3 separate regions of the Mus musculus genome follow, and all the other regions are linked to region 2. Evidence: chromatin contacts called from public HiChIP or PLAC-seq and promoter capture Hi-C data. All regions are on one chromosome and are shown on one strand. The core of a region is the stretch at or near the end of the contact, and the rest is flanking DNA. Distances in the headings are between cores, read along the strand shown. Region 1 has its middle 28 kb from the start of 4930556N13Rik. Region 2 holds the start of 2210416O15Rik (RIKEN cDNA 2210416O15 gene). Region 3 holds the start of Scpep1 (serine carboxypeptidase 1).

What was found. HiChIP or PLAC-seq counts read pairs in DNA pulled down with a chosen protein or histone mark. Capture Hi-C pulls out chosen DNA fragments and counts their contacts.
Region 1: a contact with region 2 is called in an H3K27ac HiChIP or PLAC-seq map of stem cell-derived neural progenitor cells, with 5 times the contacts expected there. The contact joins the enhancer-like site here to the promoter of 2210416O15Rik in region 2. A contact is called at or near these places in 2 of 39 promoter capture datasets (the C10 cell line and liver), 2 of 15 datasets of contacts at CTCF or cohesin (embryonic stem cells and large pre-B cells), 1 of 484 Hi-C or Micro-C datasets (reprogramming fibroblasts), 11 of 115 datasets of contacts at active chromatin or transcription factors (astrocytes, craniofacial prominence, embryonic basal ganglia and 7 more) and 1 of 9 other capture datasets (embryonic stem cells).
Region 3: a promoter capture Hi-C map of adipose tissue shows a contact between it and region 2. The contact joins the promoter of Scpep1 here to the promoter of 2210416O15Rik in region 2. A contact is called at or near these places in 4 of 115 datasets of contacts at active chromatin or transcription factors (embryonic basal ganglia, embryonic forebrain, forebrain and 1 more) and 1 of 9 other capture datasets (adipose tissue).

What each region holds. Positions count from the first base shown.
Region 1 is chr11:88,821,315-88,825,382 of GRCm38.p6, forward strand. No RefSeq gene overlaps it. Among named protein-coding and RNA genes, the nearest start is that of 4930556N13Rik, 28 kb to the right of the region's middle. Within about 2 kb of position 1,432, at least 52 of the 459 cell types and tissues checked have an H3K27ac peak or open chromatin away from gene starts, as enhancers often do. A contact at or near this core is called in pancreatic cancer cells and stem cell-derived neural progenitor cells, where this site is marked.
Region 2 is chr11:88,096,149-88,100,413 of GRCm38.p6, forward strand. It overlaps 2210416O15Rik (RIKEN cDNA 2210416O15 gene), which reads left to right and starts at 1,910. Exons shown (of 4, transcript NR_045499.1): 1 at 1,910-1,980; 2 at 2,067-2,169; 3 at 2,521-2,604; 4 at 2,714-3,959. Cuedc1 (CUE domain containing 1) reads left to right here and starts at 2,998. Exons shown (of 11, transcript NM_198013.3): 1 at 2,998-3,195.
Region 3 is chr11:88,952,576-88,956,871 of GRCm38.p6, forward strand. Scpep1 (serine carboxypeptidase 1) reads right to left here and starts at 2,867. Exons shown (of 13, transcript NM_029023.3): 1 at 2,719-2,867. The coding sequence starts at 2,794.

The DNA.
Region 1 (4,068 bases), core at 182-2,681, 720 kb after region 2:
GAGTAGACGTTCTCATGGGGACACCAACAGTAACCAAGTACGCATTCATGGAGACTCCAGGATAGGAGAAAGGCAGAGGCAACTGGCATTGTGTCTCCAGGGTGGAAGAAATGACGAGTCCTATGAACCCAGAGAAACAGAGAGGGCCCCACCCTAGACCATGGAAGCAGACCCATTTAAGAGACTTCTACAGAGAAGCAGCTGGCACGACCTGTCCTTACCCCACCCGGTGTAGCAGCTTACAGAGGGGTGTGAATGCTCAGAGCCATGCCCTGGAGGAAGGCGTTGCAGGGTAGCATCCTGAGGAAGAGTGCACCCTGGAGAAGGGTCCTAGGAGACAGCCTGCGATGAGAACACAGGCCTCTGTGCCTTGACGGGAAGGAAAGGGAGAAGAGGAGGCTAGATAGATGCCAGGAGACTTCCGAGGGAGGGGAGATTGGTTGGTGGTTCCAGAAATGGGATAAAGGAGAGCTTCCTGGAACATCTCCCCTGGCAGAAAGGAGGCAGCCAGCTCCCAGGACCCGTGGTTGGGGCTATCGGAGGAGTGTGAACACTCTGAACGGCAGCGTTTGCTGGAGAGAGACCATGACAGACCACCCAACCTCCAGAGACCACGAGGAGGGACAACCGGGTCCCTGCTGCCACTGGTGGCCCGCCAGAGTGGACACAGTACATGTTTGTGGCTGGAAAGCCAAGTGACGGTACAGAAGCCTGGGAAGGGTCCAAGCAGGACACCAGGCTTCCATCCTTGGGTAACTTGTGCCCCTCAATGCTAGGTAAAAGCCCCCCAGGAAGAACCAGACCTTCGAAAACCTCTGATTCTTTTAGTTGTTTGGCAAAAGACATCTCCATGCTCTGTGGCCTCTTAATTTCGTAGATGGTGAAAGGCAGAGAATTAAAGAATCAATGGGCAATTAAGGAGGTACTGGCAGGTACTGGCCAAGAGCATATTATTTATTTATTCAGCCAGCCACACTCATTTTTAAAGAGCTAACTTCCATTTTGTTTCTGACACCAAAAATAAATCAAACTAAAAACTGTATACATCATAACTGAAAAAAAAATACATATTTGCATGGTATGTCGCCCCTGTGAAGCCTCAGCTGCGACCTGCAAAAGGAATTTTTGTGTAAAAAAAAAAAAAGAGAGAGAGAGATGAATTCATTCTGCACTGGCCTTCCCTGAGGGTACAGATAGGATCGAAAAGACAAAAATAAGGTTTTAATTCACTAGTGATTTTCCCACCCCGTCTCAAGCTTCTTTTTGATTCTTAGCATCCATTTTCCTGGGTCGTCTTGGGAGGGTTGCAAGATTTCAATCCATTAACACAGTAGTAGGTTGGTGAAATTTCAGAACAGGCTGAGATGAACAGCCACAATGAGGACACAGCTGCCCTGGGGCTCCCGGCAGAGAACTCAGCCTATGATTCAGCTCCTAGCCCATGATCTGGCGCCCTAAGGGAGGGGATCTCTTTGAAGAGCCCTCTTTTCTCTCCTCTACTTCCCCGACTTGGGAGAAATCCAGTCTTGCCCCCTAGTCCATATCAGCTCTCTGATTTTGGAGCAGCTCCTTGGCACTAAATATACCTGCACCATTGACTGTCTTCCACCCTCCCTCCCCTCCTCACCCCGCCCCGCCCCCCACGCACCTCCTCATTCCCTCCCCAGCAAGCGCTTTTGGCGTACTACAGGTATCTTCCCAAGCTACCCCAAGGTTGATTCTAGGACAGTGGCTCTCAAACTTAAGTCTGCATCTAAACTACGTGGACAAAGTGCTACACGGTTCTCGGTCAGTAAGTCTCGGGTATGAGCTGGGGATTTGCATTCCTGTTAAGTTTAATACTGAGACAAGTGCTTGGAGAACCTGTTTTCTGGGATGAGGCAAAGGGAGGGGATACCCGTAGTAGCTTGTGCTGTGGTGCCATCTAGTGGACATAGACCACAATAGCAGCAGTCTGCCCTGTGGAGTGCACAAGACTTCATTCCACTCCTTTAAACACTTCAAAAACCATTCTCTTTTACGACTCTACTTCTTAAGGTGGGCCTTTTACTGTTTAAATGCTCTCTTTCCACCCTCTGAATAAGACCATTACAAACTATGCCCTGCCGAATATGGATGAAATGAAACAGGAAACTGGGTGTTTTGAAACGAAACTGCACACCCTGATTTTGATAACTGTCCCCCAGATACATCTGACCTAAGGCACAACACTGCACACATGGCAGACAGCAGGCCATCACCCAGATCACACAATAATTAGCTCTAACCCCAAACCAGGACCCAAGGATTCCATGTTGTCTCAACCCAGGGGGAAGCACACCACTTTAGAAGTAACTGGACAACCCTGAGGACGTGGCTGTTGGGGAGAACTTATCAGAGCACACTCGGAACCCTAGGTTCTCTCTCCAGCATGACCTGAACTGGATATAGTGGTCACACCTGTAATCCCAGCCTGGCAGTTGGGAGATCGAAATGGGAAGGTTGAAAGCTCAAAGTCAACCAGGGGGTGCTGACGGACAACTTTAATTCCAGCACCAGGGGAGCAGAGGCAGGTGGACCTCTGTGAGTTTGAGGCTAGCCTGGTCTACAGAGCAAGTTCCAGGATACACAGAAAAACCTTGTCTCAAAAAAAAAAAAAAAAAAAAAAAAAAAAAAAGAGGGATGATGGAGAAGGAAGAGAAGGAAGGGAAGAAGAAAGCTGTTTACGGTTATTCTTCTATTTTAAAACTCAGAGAAAAAGGAAAAGACAGGGTCACAAGTTCAAGGCCTGCCTCAGCTACCTGGACTATGGCTTGAGTTTAAGGCCAGCTTGGAAAACTGTCTCAAAATAAAAATGTAAAAAGGGCTGGCGATGTAGCCTAGCGATAGAACACGCGTGAAGGCCTGTATTTGCCCCACCCCAGGATTGAAAAAAAAATGTAGGTTTCAAAGTCCCATTCTTAAGAATCTCTGGTTCAGTGGGCCTGGGCCCAGCCACTTGCAAGCATTATAAATAAATTGTAGCAAACGCTTGAGCCTCTACTGTGAGACAGCCTGCAGGGCGGTGACCTCAGAACCCTGTTCCCTACCTAGCACTATCCAACAGAAACAATCTGAGCCATACTCAGACTCGTGACAATGCATGCTCATTAGCCTCCCGTTAAACATCAAAGGGGCGGGGCTGCAGAGGTGCCACAGTGGTTCAAAGCATCACTGGCCGTTCTCCCAAGGGGTCCAGGTTTGAGTTCCCAGAACGTACATGGCAGCTGCCAAGCATCTGGAACCCAGTTCCAGGGGTCCTGACTCCCTCTTCTGACTTCTTCAAGCACCAGGCAGGCACGAGATACACAGATTATGCTCGCAGGCAAAATAAAATACCCATCTACATAAATGATCACTTTTGTGGCAAAGGAGGAGCCAGGAATGTGGTTTGGTTAGTAGAGAACTTGCCTACCATGGAAGAAGACCTAAATTTGGCCCGTGGCCCTGTGTAGCTGGGCATGGTGGTAAATGGCTGTGCTCTGAGCACTTGTGAAGATGGAAAGATCAGAAGTCCAAGATCACCACTGACATGGGGAACTCAAAGCCAGCAGCATAGGCTACATGAGATCTGATATTGGAAACTAAACTAGACTGAACAGGGCACAGGGGAACTCTGGGACCCAAGATCCATCCTATGCTCACCTTTTGAAGGTCATCTGGGATATGTGCATATTTGAGAAGGCATCACATTCTACTCTCCAGACTCCCTTGCACTTATTATGATCTAAAGGTAACAATGGGGAGGTAATATCCTAAAGGTAATAGTGCATATGAGTGCTGTGTCCTCCGGGGCCAGAGACGTCAGATCCCCTGGAACTGACTTCCAGGTGGCTAAGAGCCACCCGATGTGAGCACTGGGAACTGAACCCAGGGCCTCTCCAAGAGCACATGATCTTAACCACTGATTTTTTTATGTGGATTCTGAGGTCGAGATTCTCACACTTGTACAAGCAGTAACTTTACTGAGCTATGTATGTAGCACATGCACACCCCCAAATACTAATCTTTTAAAATACGGATTTTTTATTCTGTGTGTCTGTATGTATA
Region 2 (4,265 bases), core at 660-3,159:
AACAAAGAGTTTTAATTTGTCACTCCCAAGAATGGATCAAATCACTGTTATTTGTTAGAGTGTTTGATTTTTTAAAAAAATTGCTGTTGGAGGTTGCTGACTTGACTTTCATAGACAGTATTAAATGAAACTAGGCATAGTGGCAGCGGCCTTTAATCCCAGCACTCATTGGGCATATGTGGGTGGATCCCTGGGAGTTTGAGATAGGTCTGGTCTACACAGTGAATTTCAGAACAGCCAGTGTTATGTAGTTGAGATCCTGTCTCAAGAAATATTAAGTGGATTTTTGCTTGGGATTAGAACAGATTCCAGAAATTTTTGAAATGGCCCTAAACATACCTTGCCAACTTGTACTCTGTGTTAAACATCACTGGATGCTCTTCCAGAGGACCTGGGTTTGATTCTCAGCATCCACATGATGGCTCACAACCATCTGTAACTCCAGTTCCAGGGGATCTGATGCCTTCTTTAGGCACACATGTGAATGCAGGCAAAACACCCAAATACATTAAATGAACTAGACCTTAATCAGCACAAGTAAGGGACCTGAGGCACAGAGAGTTAAGTGCCTGGCCCCAAAGTCATGTAGCAGGTTGAAGAAGTCCTAAAGTTTGGTGCCCACTGAAAACTATTAACCTCTGTGAACACATCCTAGGACCTAGTTTGTTGGAAGAGCAGGAAGGAATTGGGTGCTAGAGAAGGCTACTGAAGAAGCGTGGGGGTTGTTGGGGAAACCTTGTAGGATGGGCAATCTGTGGGGTGGGAGAAATTTCAAAGAAGCCTTAAAAGCACCTGGGGTTGTATCAGAGCCAAGAAGTGGGGTAAGCAGGAGGTTCATGGGTTTAGACAACCAGGTTCCTGCCAGGGCCTCCCACAGAGTGTAGCTCCTGGGATGACTGGGGAAGAAGGCCAGACCGCAGGAAAGAAAAGCTAGAATGAGGCTGGAACAAGTAAGAGATATGCGTCTCCATTTTAGAGGAAGTCTACTTCGGATGAGATGACATTACTAGGGCGATGGCTTGCGGGCAGGGCAGGATCAGGACAGGATTAGTTTAAAAGGGGGCATCTTGAAGTGTTGGTAGGCTTGAAGCAGAAAGGGGACGGTGGAAAGAAAGAACGGATTGGAGTTCTCTGAAGCAGGCAGGAAGTTTGGCTAGAGAGCAGGACGGGTCTCTCACCAGCTGTGGAGAGCAGAGCACAGGGGCTGGAGCCAGGCAGCAGCTGTGGGAAGAAGTAGGGGAAAGGGAAGGAAGGATGGCTACAGCTGGAGAGCAACAGAATACCCAGGAAGAGGGAGGGCAGGGACTGAGCTGGTTAGCCTCTGTGCCAAGAGGTGGCGTTTAGATGAGGGAGGAATGGTTTTGAGTTTGTTGTTAGCCTCCATGAGATCTCCAAGGGACCTGATGCTGGAGACCTGAGGCAGGCAGCAGATAAGAGGGGCTGGGTTGCAAGAGAACCTAACCTGAGCCTCTAGGTGCTCAGAGCAGCAGTAGGGGAGAGTGAAGTTGCTCTGGGTATGAGAAGCAGGGGTGGAGGTGGGGGTGGGGGTGTAGGGAGGCAGGACTGGGAAGCTGCTTCCGGAATCGACCCCAAAGGAGGACATTGAAAAGCTCACAGACAGGCTACTTCAAGGGTGACAATCACAGCGACTAGCTGGCTTTGCTAACGACTTGAATGAAAATACATTTCATAAGCATCCTAGAGGCACGCACAAACAGGAAAATCTCCAGATTGGTAGCCCCCACCCCAACCCCAAGTCCTGAAATGTCAAAGTGACTGGGACAGATTAGAGAAAGATTCTGCCAATAAGCAGAAAAGTGACAGGTGAAGTTAACACTACAGTATAAAGTGACAAACTCGATACCATCATCTAGGCTTTACTGGCCGAGAGGATAAATCCTGAGCGCTTGGTGACATCTCAGTCAGCAGCCACATCGGAGGACTTCAGAGTCAGAATTTTTCACGTGGGGTCCTGATAGTGTGAGGGTTCCCGGAAGCCGGGTGAAGGGGCATGGGCAGAGGGGCCGAAGGGAACAAGGGATTCTCAGAGGTGGGGTTTCTCCCAGGGTATCCTCAGATTCCACCTCGCTGAAGAAATTACCCTTGACAAGCAAAGGATGGAGACTCTGGGGCCTTGGTTTGTGATTTTCACCATCAGATGTCTCTTGGGTGAGCATGCCCAGACTTCTCAGCAAAGATTGTAAGTCTTCGGAAGAGGAGAGGGCTGTGTGCAGGGCTCCACACACAAATGGGCAGGCTCTTCCATCATTCCCTCTGTTCCCTTTTCTCATCTCCAAATTAGTGCACAAAACCAAACCACTTGGAAAATTAACCAGTTGATCGACCGTTTATTAAAACGTTTGTGGAATCCCTTATCGAGGCTCAGAAGCCTTTGAAGTAATGGCGAATGCTGGGTGGAGATAAGATGTTAGTGGGTGGTAACTTTGATTTTCCTAATCAACTTCACGATTTCCTCTGGCCTCAATATTACATTTTATTTCCTGAACTCTAACTCCGCAGAGCTGCCACTTTCCCACACTCCTGATGTCCCCAAGCCCAGAGAGGTTCGTGCATCTTCTACAGCCCTCACTAGTGGCTCCTCGTGTATGTCTGCAAACTCTCAGGTCAGCCTTGCATTTAGGTCCCCCTCTTTCCCAAATTTCCCACGTCTCAGGTCTCCTTGCTTTAACAACCCCTTAAGGTGCTTCCCAAGTCGGCAGAGCCCAAGCGCATCACACCGGGCCATAAAGGGAAGATCACAAGTCCTCAAGAGGAGCGGTCTGTGCAGGAATGCACAGAGGAGACTGTCCCAGTGTCCTCAGAGGCCCCTTGCCCCTTATCCCTCTCCCCTTGCCCCGTATCCTGCGCAACCGCATTGGCCTCGGGATCCCTATTCCTGCTTCCAGTCCTGGGGAGAGGGTCTGGGGGTGTCGCAGCCTGAGCCCCGCCGCGCGCGCAGCCCCGCTCCTCCCCGCGCGCCCCACTTGTGGCCCCGCCGGCAGCTTCGCAGGGACAGCTGCATTTCTCGCCGCCCGCCGCTAGGAAGCCGGCCTCGCCTCGCTTTCTCCGCCTCCCGGCGCCCAGCCGCGCCGCCGCGCCACCAAGCCGGGCTGCCGCTGCCGCCGCGGGACCGCGCCCCTCCCCCGCCGCCCGACCCCAGCGGCCCCGCGGGAGCGGACGCGCGTGCGGTGCTCGGTAAGACCCCGATTCGCTCTCGCCGCCCCTAGCGCGAGCTCGCGGGCGCCGCGCTCCACCCCGGCCCGGTGGCCCCACCTTCCCCGGGAGCATCGCCGAGGCGCGGCCGCGAGGGCCGGGCCGTCGCGAGTTTGAGTCCTCGCGCGGTGGCCAAGGCTGCCCGGGAGCCCGCGGCAGGTCCCCGGCCGCCCTCCCTCCGCCGCTGCCCGCCTCGTTCCTGGTCCTGGGCACAGGGAGCGTGCGGAGGATCCCGGGGCCGCGATCCGAGGGGTGGTCGCCGGCCAGCCGGCGCCGCGAGGAAGGGACGCGAGGCCTTGGGGAGCCTGCTCAACCCGGGTCTCTCTGCTCCCCGGTTCCCCGCTTTGTGTGGACACCCTCCCGGCTTCGCCCGGGCTTGGGGGCGCAGCCTGAATGGCGATGGCGAGGCGGGGGCCTGGGTTGGGAGCTGAACTCCTTTTAGGGGGAGGGGAGAATCGTTTCCTGCTCCCGCCGTGGTCACCGGTCGGTTCAGCCTTTTCTGGTCCCACCCGGTCCCCTGGGAGCTGCGTCTCTCCGCGACCCGGCTGGAGAAAGTTCAGAATGCGCTGTCCCCGCCCCTGCTCCCCCGCCCCTCGAACTCTGAGTGCCTGGGGCGCTGAGCTCCAGGGGGCCGGGGCTTGCCTTTATTCCTTCAGCGCTCTTGGGTTTCTCTCTGAATGGTTGGTGGCTTGCCACCCCAGCATGGGCTTGTCCATTTTCTTTCCTTAATAAAAAGTTTCAGCTTCAAGAAATTCATACTGCTATTAAATTCCTGGAGAGGGTGTTTTAAGGAAGAGAGATTTTTAGATTTCCTTTATTTGTTTGTTTATTTACTTATTGTAAGAATAGAGGGTGGGGGTGGATAATTGGGAAGATAGTGATGAGATACCCTAGAGGTGACGTCGGATAGAAGACCATGTGCCTTGGTCACCACCTGGTCCTCAGTAGCCTGAAACCCAGGAAATACACCTTGCAACACCCTGAGCCACCTGGCCCAGGAGAAGGGGTTCTGGAGTTGCTCTGGCCCTCCCAGCCCTAAGGTTCTTTACAGA
Region 3 (4,296 bases), core at 1,617-4,116, 860 kb after region 2:
ACTCCCTGAGGCATTCCAAGGTGGGAAAGATGAGGTGGAGAACTCATGGGGGACAACACGTGGGGAGGTTGGAGATGGCCACTCAGGCCATTCAGACAGTGCTTGATGCTTTAGGTAATCCATCTACCTCAGTATATTGTGCTCATAAGGAAAAGAAAGATATACACACAAAGAGAAGTCAGTAGGGCGTGTTTGTGCACCTCTCTAATCCCAGAACTTAAGAAGCAGAGGCAAATGGATATCTGTGAGTTCAGTGGGGCCAGTTCGGTCTATGAAGTGAGTTATAGGTCTGCCAGGGCTATATAGAGAGACCCTATATCAAAACCACACAACTAGGGGCTGGTGAGATGGCTCAGCAGGTAAGACTGCTCTTCCAAAGGTCCTGAGTTCAAATCCCAACCACATGGTGGCTCACAACCATCCATAACGAGATCTGACTACCTCTTCTGGTGTGTCTGAAGACAGCTACAGTGTACTTACATATAAAAAATAAATAAATAAAACCACACAACTAACACACACACACATCACAACACAACACAACACAACACAGTAAGACCAGCAGTAAAAGAAAATGGCTGAGAGCAAAGCTCAGGTGTGGAATCTGGCCTGACTTGTGCCAAGCCCTGGGTTCAAGTCCCAGCCAAAGTGTGTGGATGGCATGGGGAGTGGGGTGGGTGAGCGTGGGACTAGGGAGTGAGGATCAGGAGTCCACGTCCAGCCTCAGCACACAGTGAGTTTCAGGCCAGCTGGGGGGACAAGAAACCCTATCTTAAAAAAAAAATACTTATGGAAAAAAAAAATAGAAGGAGAAAGAAGATTAAGAAAACCAAAGAGTGAAACTGAGAAAACAGGTCAGACAATAGAGTGTTCACCTCGGAGGCATACAGGCCATAGCTCCATCTCTAGCTGTGTTTGTGCTCAATATCCCAGGGCTGGAGGCAGGGGAATTCTGGGGCTTTCTGGTCAGCCAGTCTGGCCTACTTGGTGTTGCAGACCAGAGAAAATTATTGTCTTTCAAAAAAGAAGGTAGATAATTCCTGAGGGTCAACACATGGGGTTCTCTTCTGACCTCCATATCTATACACACACACACACACATGCACACATGTACGCAATGTCAGGGTGGGGATGCATCTAAGGAAAAACAGGCTGAAAAATTACGGGTGTGGCTGTATCTATAAAATAACATGAAATTAGAGTTCCCTTGGAAATGACTGATAAGGCTCAAGTCCCTCATAATGTAAACCCTGGTGTTTTTCTCCCTTCCCTGGTACAAACTCCTGTTAAAACATAAGGGGTGGGGCTGAAGAGGTGGCTCAGTGGTTAAGCGCACTGACTGCTCTTCCAGAGGTCCTGAGTTCAAGTCCCAAGTGCTGAAAGTGATGGCTCACAACCATCTGTAATGAGATCTGACACCCTCTTCTGGCGTGTCTAAAGACAGCTACAGTGTACTTACATATAATAATAAATAAATCTTTGGGATGGGGTGAACAGGGCTGGATGGAGCGAGCAGAGGTCCTGAGTTCAATTCCCAACAACCACACGATGGCTCACAACTATCTGCACAGCTACAGTGTACTCATATACATAAAATAAATAAATCTTTGAAAAAAAAAAAAAGACTGAAAATCAGGGGTGGTGAGATGACTCAGGAGATAAAAGACAGTGGCCACCAAGCCTGGCACCCTTAGTTCAGTCACAGGGAGCTACATCATAGAAAAACTGACTTCTCCGTGTTGTCCTCTGACTACACACACACACACACACCCTTTGACACTCACAAAACAAATTAAAAAAGAAAGAAAGAAAGAAAGAAATTAAATTAAAAGGCTGGAAAGATGGCTCAGCTGGTAAGATCACTTTCTCACTGTCTTGCTCTTCCAGAGGACCTGGGTTTAATTCCCAGAATTCACATGGCAGCTCACAACTTCTGTACCTTCGCTTTCCTGAGATCCAAAGCCCTCTTCTGACTTCTCAGAGCACCAGGCATACAAGTAGTACACAGACAGACATGGAGGCAAGACAAAATATATTTTTTTCCTTTAATAAAGTGAGAGTTAATCCAGACACTTGGTAGGTAAGAGTCCGAGGCCAGCCTAGTCTATGGAGAGAGTTCCAGGACAGCCAAGGCTACACAGAAAAAAACCTGTCTGGAAAAACAAACAAAAAGAAAAAAAGGAAAAAAACGAGAAGAAAAGAAAGAAAGAAAATGTGCCAATTTGCAAGTCATTCCACAAAACAAAATTCTTTTTTGCCCAAAAATAGGCCAGAGCAGTCAGCTGATATTTTGTCTCTTCTAAACCAGCAGAGGTGGCAGGCTTTGTTTCAAAGCAAGGATTTGTAGAGGTCTCTTTGGCCTCCAATCTCAGCTCAATCAAATGACCCTAAAACGTCACTAGGCAGCTAACCACAGGAGAAAGGGGAGGTGGCCTTTAGACCGTGAAGTCTCACTCATCAGCAATTTCCTGAAACCATACGTTTCTGTACAAACACTTCCATCTCCAGGAATCACCCTGCATCAGGAAGGGGCAGGAAAAGGCACTTTGAATTAAGACACAAATAAAAATTAAGAGGTTCAGAAACAATATAAATTTCTCAAGGGAAGAAGCGGGAGAAAGAAATGTGTTTTAAAAAAAAGAAAAAGAAAAACGCGAACGCATCAACAAATTCGAGAAGGAGGCACCCACCGTTGGTGCGTCTTTCTCACGAACCTACCCGCGCTGAAGCCCAGTAAGAACGATAGGAGCAGCAGCCACAGTCGCACGAGACAGATCCGCCGCGAGAGCTCCATGATGAAAACCCCGCCGCAACATCAGCAACAGGCAGGAGCCAAAGGCCATCGCGTGACGGCTTGCGCGGGGACTGGGCGGAGTCAGGGGCGGAGCCTAAGTGGGCCCTGACACTCCTAAGGATTCCGCGCTCCCTCTGCCGGTCGGACCCACCCAGGACCTCCTACAAAGGGCTCTCGAGGGAGGTGCTACAAAGGAGGCAGTTAATATGTCATCTGACCTTGGTTACTAAGTAGGGAAGAATTGAGAAAACTACAACTGGATAACCACCATCCCCTCAGCCCGGCCCGTGTTTGTCTTCTCCGACAAAAGGCTTATGTTTTATCTTTTAAGACTTGTTTTTATTATTTTATGTGCATATGTGTGTATGAATGTATATGCCACATGTGTGGGTTTATGCAGAAGGAGTGGGTTTCTCTGGAGCTAGGGTTACAGGGCTTTTTGAGTGGCCGGTGCAGATGCTGGGAACTGAATTTGAGTCCTCTGGAAAACCAACAAGTGCTCTTAAATTACTGAGCCATCTCCATAGTCTCAGGCCTAGAATTTTAAAAAATTGCATCTGAAAAGATGAAGTCAGATTAAAGCACGAACCAGCAGGTCTTTTAAGACTAGAGCTGGGCAGTGGTGGCGCACACCTTTAATTTCAGCTCTTGGGAGGCAAAGTCAGGTGGATTTCTGAGTTCCAAGCCAGCCTGGTTTACAGAGTGAGTTCAAGGACAGCCAGGGCTACACAGAGAAACCCTGTCTCAAAAAAAAAAAAAAAAAAAAAAAAAAAAAAAAACAGAAAGAAAGAAAGAAAAAGAGAGAGAGAGAGAGAGAGAGAGAGAGAGAGAGAGAGAAAGAAAGAAAGAAAGAAAGAAAGAAAAGAAGAGAGAAAGAAAGAGTCTAGATTCTATTTTCAGAAACCCATTACTTTGAAGTGGTGGCTCAGGGGTTAAGGGCATTGTTGCTCTTCCAAAGGACCCAAGTTTGGTTCCCAAGACCCACATGGTGGCGTACAGATTCAGAACTCCACATCTCATGATCCAGGGGATCTGGCACTTCCTCAAGCATACATATGATGCATATATAAGCCTGCAGGCAAAACGCTCACATAGATAAAGTGAATCGAAAATATTATTATCAAATCACATGTGTCATTAATATACTAGTAATTCATAAAAAATTACTATATAGATCCTATAACTTTTGGTTATGTATTTTAAACACAGCAAAAAAAAAGTGGACTTTTTCTCTCTTGATAGCATGGTCAACATCACTGTGTGTGATATACTATCTTCAAAGCAGTTATTTAAAAGAAGGTATCAAGGGCTTGTGGAGAGGAATTTGAAGAAAACATGGACTGCAGAGGTGTGTGTGTATGATATGTCTGTCTGAAGATAAATTTTTATTTTACGGAATATTTTAGGGGTACTGAGTCACCTCACAGAGCCAAGCAACAGCAAGAGCTACCTGGAAGTGACTTTTGTCTCTGCAAACTTTGTTTTAAGATAACAAACTCACA